Regions from separate parts of the Rattus norvegicus genome. Here region 2 is linked to region 1. A link is a contact called in public HiChIP or PLAC-seq data. All regions are on one chromosome and are shown on one strand. The core of a region is the stretch at or near the end of the contact, and the rest is flanking DNA. Distances in the headings are between cores, read along the strand shown.

Evidence for each region. HiChIP or PLAC-seq counts read pairs in DNA pulled down with a chosen protein or histone mark.
Region 2: a contact with region 1 is called in an H3K27ac HiChIP or PLAC-seq map of oligodendrocytes, with 5 times the contacts expected there. The contact joins two enhancer-like sites. A contact is called at or near these places in 5 of 12 Hi-C or Micro-C datasets (Schwann cells, frontal cortex, hepatocytes and 2 more) and 1 of 1 datasets of contacts at active chromatin or transcription factors (oligodendrocytes).

Annotation. Positions count from the first base shown.
Region 1 is chr17:85,278,538-85,281,340 of GRCr8, forward strand. It overlaps a transcript of Nebl not described here. Among named protein-coding and RNA genes, the nearest start is that of Nebl, 140 kb to the left of the region's middle. Within about 2 kb of position 1,419, at least 2 of the 93 cell types and tissues checked have an H3K27ac peak or open chromatin away from gene starts, as enhancers often do.
Region 2 is chr17:85,693,547-85,696,349 of GRCr8, forward strand. LOC108353137 (a long non-coding RNA gene) reads left to right here. Exons shown (of 3, transcript XR_010059276.1): 1 at 1-2,803. Among named protein-coding and RNA genes, the nearest start is that of Skida1, 20 kb to the right of the region's middle. Within about 2 kb of position 1,440, at least 68 of the 93 cell types and tissues checked have an H3K27ac peak or open chromatin away from gene starts, as enhancers often do.

The DNA of each region.
Region 1 (2,803 bases), core at 169-2,668:
TACTGACCTTGGGCGCTACGTTGAATGGTACCATAGAGATGTAAAGACAGCCTAAATGGTTTTGTACAAACAATACAGACAGTTTGAAAAATAAATGGTTCATACAAACAAAACATATGCTTGAGAATGAGATGGGCAAAGGAAGGAAGGAAAGAAGCAGACAGAGAGGTGTGGGAACTCATGTTATTGACTCTGCCCAAAAAAGAGGCGGGGCCATATTTTTAGTGAGCTGATTGGTTTGTTACTCAACAATCTGGGAAAATAGTCCTCCATACACTTGGAGGTGAGTGTAAAGAAAAAAGAAAAACTCTCTGTGGGAAGAGATCCACAACATATGCCTGAGTTATGAGAAATATCAGATTCCTTAGGGGTTGTTCGGTGTTTCAGTCATGAGCTTGATCACAAATTTCCATGTAACACACCAGCGAATAAAAGTGTCTTCTGTTTCCTGTAAACTACAATGTTTTAAGAAAAAAAAATCTCAGATTAAAAGGAAGTAAAGAGATACAAAGAAATCGGAATACAACATGAATGCTTCTCAATAAATGCATAAATAAGAGAAAGGCAGATTCGTGACAACTAGATCAATTAATCCAAAAGCAGGAGGTTCATGATTACCAGGCGACTTGAGCGCTTAGCACTGGCTCAGACAGTATTTGTTTCAGAGCAGTGAGTAGGAAATTGCTTATTTCTGAAATGTAACTACAAACTTCTAAAACATACCAAGAGCTTTACTCATGGTGGTTGGGGTTGGGTGTTTGTTTGTTTGTTTGATTCCGTGTATCTTTTCCCAGGATGGTTTGCTTGCAAAGCACATGCTCTACCATGAAGCTGGACATCCAGCTCCCTAAGTCATAATTCTTGATGTAAAAGCGTTCCACCAGCCACCAGTCTCTTCACGCAAGTCCAGTGGCATTTGCTGAGCATCTAATACATGTGAGAAATGTCCCTTTCATACATGTCAGTCAGCATTAGCCTGTAATCCTACAGCTGAAAAAGCCCAGAGGCCGTGAGAAGATGGGGCTAGTAATAGTGTATTACCCTGCCCAGTAACATTTTCCCTCGACTGGCACATTATTCCTGGGACAGTCACAGAAAAGAAATTGCACTAGCTAGGAACATTAACAGAGGCGGGGTGATGGCTTCAACTAAAATCACATGTGACAAGCGGCCGCCACACACCTCCATTCTACCTGGCTGATAGGCGGGCTCTCCTCTCTTTGTCCTGCTACCCCTTTGTCCCCAATCCACCCTCCTTTGAGACTAATAGTTCCACCAACTCAGGGCCATCAATCTTTCCACACCACCATTAAGCTGCATGGAAAATGGAAGTGGTTGAAAGGCACAATCATGATTTGAGTCATTTCCATCCATTCTCGAAGGCTTAGAGAGCTCATTTAAAGGGCCCTTATTTTCTCCATGTTATCTAATAAGGAGTAGAGACTTATTAAGGCATCAGATTTCCTTTCCCATATGCTGTTACAAAACAGGCACAGAGCAGGGCTGTTTGGATTGTTGAAAAAAAAAAATTCTATCAGTAGACTTTTTCTAAACACACCTCCTAAATCAACAAACGTTCTATTTCTTATAAACATGGAAGCGAAGCATGGTGGGTAAAATTTTGTACATGCTACTGATTACAAACTAATATAAAACTTTAGGAACACAACAAAATTTAGTGAGTGAAAGAGACCTGACTTGATGTGGAAAAGCCTAGAAGTGATACATACATCCACTGAGAGGAATTCTAGATACAAAGTGTCACCCACTGAGACTCACCCAGAAACAGAAAAGGCCAAAGCAAACAGAACTGTTAATAAAGGCATTTTATTTTGAGACTCTGATTTCCTTTTAAAAAGCAGCATCTGATAGCTTTGATTTACTCACCCAGGACACAGAACAATGGAACAAGACTTCCTGAGCGTTCACACTAGGCCAAGTGCATTTTAAATCTTAGTTCTGACCTATGAAATCATTATTCCCCTACACTGATTCTCTTGCATTGTTCTCTTAATAGTTTCTCAGTTAGATAGAATGTGTTCATTTATAAACTATTTAAAGACACATTAGAACTATCTGTTCCATTTATAGACACTTCAGAGTATACGGAAAAAGTGTAAAGACCTGTTGTTTAAAATAATAGGATTTTACTTTTCCATAAATACATGAAGCTTCTAGGCGCTGTTCTAAAGTTTTAATTTTGTAATAAACTCTTTATATTTAGCTCCAAACTGTCATTCATTAAGAAACATGATAAAATGTTTTAATGAATTAAATCCCTAACAACTGTCACGATGTTAGAGAAATGATATATTAACTCAGTTGACAAAGGTGGATACTGTTAAACCTGACATTCTCTGTTCCAACGGACCTACATGATAACTCCTGTAAGTAGTTTCTGGTTTCCACATATATGTTTATCACGGCACACATGCCCATACATGTGTATATGTGTGCATGCACATACACACACACACGTGAAATAAATGTCTATCTAAATAAAATTTTGAATTTTATTTAAATGTTTATTAAAATAGAGTACTGTCTTATGACCAGCTGTGGTTTGAATATGTTGTGAGTATTCTCCGAAGTCTACATGTAAAGGCTTCGTCCCCCTGGGAGGAATACTAAAAGGGACCCTAACAGAAGGCCCATCAGAGCACATGAGGCAGGCAGGGAGATAGACCTTTTGAGGAGATGTTAGGACTCCACCCATCCCACCCCATTTTCTTCCATCACAATGCTCTGTTCTCACCTGAGGCTGGAAACCACATCCTGCACTATCTCAGATCTGAACAGGAGC
Region 2 (2,803 bases), core at 190-2,689, 420 kb after region 1:
CCTTTTGTTTATTACGTTTAATAAACAAAAGTAAAAGTTTGCTTCCCAGTTCTAGAAATGCCTTCTGGTCTTTCCGCCCTGAAGCGGGATTTAGGCATCCTCTAACACTGCAGAGAATTATCAATGTCGATCCACAGTGGGGCATCCACAGAAGAGGTCCTACAGATGGTGGGGCCAAGGGTCCAGAAAATAGCGTCAGCGAGGGACAAATTCCGGGGTTCTGGACCGTCAGGCACGTTTCGCTTGGGGGACCCTTGAGCGTGAGGGTGAGGGAGGACCCACGTCCACCCACAGCCACGAGCGTCATGGAGCATCAGGCGGGTTCCACCTTAAAGAGTCCCGGAGCGCCCAACTGCGGAGACGCCTGGCACCTGCAGGGGGCGCTGCTGCCTCGCGGTTCCTCCCGCGCCGGGGCACAGCGAGCTCCTCGGCCTCCAGGCCTTCGTCCCCGGAGGGGGTGGGGACCCTAGGGGGAGGAAGGGCGCGAGTGCGGCCGCTAGGTAAGGATCCCGAGCCCTTCTGGATAGAGAAACAGCCTCCACAAGGCGCTAGCTGCGTGCAGCCTTCCGTCTTTCGGCCCAGAGAGGAAGTGCAAGCAGAAGCCCTCCCCTGCCCCCACCGCCTTCCTGCGTCCCTCCACCTCCGCTCTCCGACCCCGACCGTGCTTCCCAGACCCTTTGTTCTCCAGGTTGGGAGCGGCTGGGTGGGTTCCCCGGGGAGGAGGTGCCCTCGCTGCACGTGGAGGGGAAGGGATTGTCGCCGGGCTTCCGACCCGCAGTTCTCGCCCTTAGAGTCCCCTTAGCCCCACCGCCCCTTGACTTGGGCAGCTCCGTGTGGGCTTTCCCGCCTCTCTTTCCACGTCGCCGCCTCCCGGGTCTCCAGGAAGAGGAAGGGTAAAGACTGACGCCAGGGGCTAGAGAGACCACGTCTACTTCCAGGCGCGGAGAAGCCCCTGGGACTCGTTTGGGCCTGAACCCACAGCGCCCGCCGCAGGTCACCGAGGGCATACTCGGACCTCGGGCGCACGGTCGCGGCAGCAAGTCCCGTCGCAACCCCTCTTCCTGAGGACCCCAGAGCCCCAGAGGGGAGAATGGGACATTGTATGTCGCGCCCAGGAGTCTGATTGCAAACGAACGCTCTCTCCACCCCACCCTCGGCGGCGCCACCCGCGTCGCCCCTCTGCCGCGCGTGACCCCAAGGGCTTGGGCGATTGTGTCTCCCTGAGTACAGTTACAATTGTGTTCGGCTTAATTTCTTACTCGGCTGAAGGCGTCGCGGAGTAAAGCGAGGGGAGCAGGATGTAGGGTGGGGGAGGGGAGCTAGAGCGGGAAACTGCGGGGGAGGGGAGGGCAACTGCACAGTGAAGGGCTACTACAGGTCCCGAGTCCGAGGTGACCAGGCAGCACCACTCATCCAGGCCCAGAACCTGGGCCCAGCAGCCGTAGCGTGGCAGAGCTCTCCCCAGCCTCGGCCCTGTGCACGAATCTCCGCAGACTGCCATCCTCACTCTTTGCACTCCAGCTCATTTGCGCTCGGCCGGGTTGGGGGAGGGTTCCGCACCAGCAGGGTGTCACCAAGTAGGTGCAGCCGCTGGAGTAGCAGCTCGGCCTGTGGCTGTCAGCTCCAGGCTTACGGGAGCCCCCTCCCGCCTCTTGGCTTGACCCAGGTCCTCACTGGCTGGTCTAAAGGCGCGCTAGCACTTCTCTCCGCAGCGGGTTCCGGGGGACACACCCCATCCCCACCCCCGAGAGCTGGCGGCCAGCTCGGTATGCCAGGCGGCCAGACGGGCGCCCTGCCAAATTCCGCGTTCCTCTCCAGGAGACGGGGAATTGCGTCCCAGGCTCGGGAAAGCCGGTAGTTCGGGCTTGGGACTGGTTTGCAAAGCCTCCCCCCCGCTCCCCCAAGGCGCCAGGGACGCCTCTGCAGGTTGGATTCCTACTCCGTATCACTTCAATTTTAATTAATCTTTTAAAACACCGCTGTCACGTCGCTTGCAGAAAATTAATCAAACTTGAATCCTTGTTGCATAGCAAGAATTTCGATCCAAGTCTTTTAAAAAGGACTTGACTTTGCAAAGTCACGTCTTTTACAGTTCCTTCATTCCCCCTTTAGCAAGGGAAATACTGCAAAAGTCAGGACATGTTTGCTTCTTTCTGCCTTTAAAATGAAACTCTGCTTATTTCTGATCTTTATTTTCCTGTCTTTGAACAAAAAAAAAAGTTAAGCGATAAATTGCCTTACCTCTGTTAATTCGAAATATAATTAGTTTGAATGATCTTTGTTTAAGAGCCCAGATAAACTAAGATAATCTTAATTTTAATGTGACACGACCCCTATTTTTCCTTGTGAATAATGAGAATAAAGAAGTCATTAATTAATACCAAGGTATCTCCATAGAAGACGGTATCTGGTAGCGCCAAGACGCTGAAACATCGGTTGTATTAGTAATTGATACTGTATAATTGAACATGAAGATAGTCGTCTGTTTTTTAACCTCAAAGCTCCGAGTTTATTTGGTGATTACTGAGCTTCTAATAATTAATTTTAGTCCCTTCTTGATGCAAAAATTCTTAGGATTCCCAGTTCCCATGCAACGGAGGATTCTTATTAAAGCCCACCCCTCAAAATGATCGAGGAGCTATATCATGGAGCAACCCTTCCTGGCCCGTTATTTGTAATAAATTTGCCCTATTTTCATGTCTGATTACATTTCCCTGTGCTGTAATTTACGAAAGTACAAGAATATGCCTACTTCTTATTACTGCTTTGTCTCCCCGTCCGCACTCAGTCGGCTCAGCCTAGC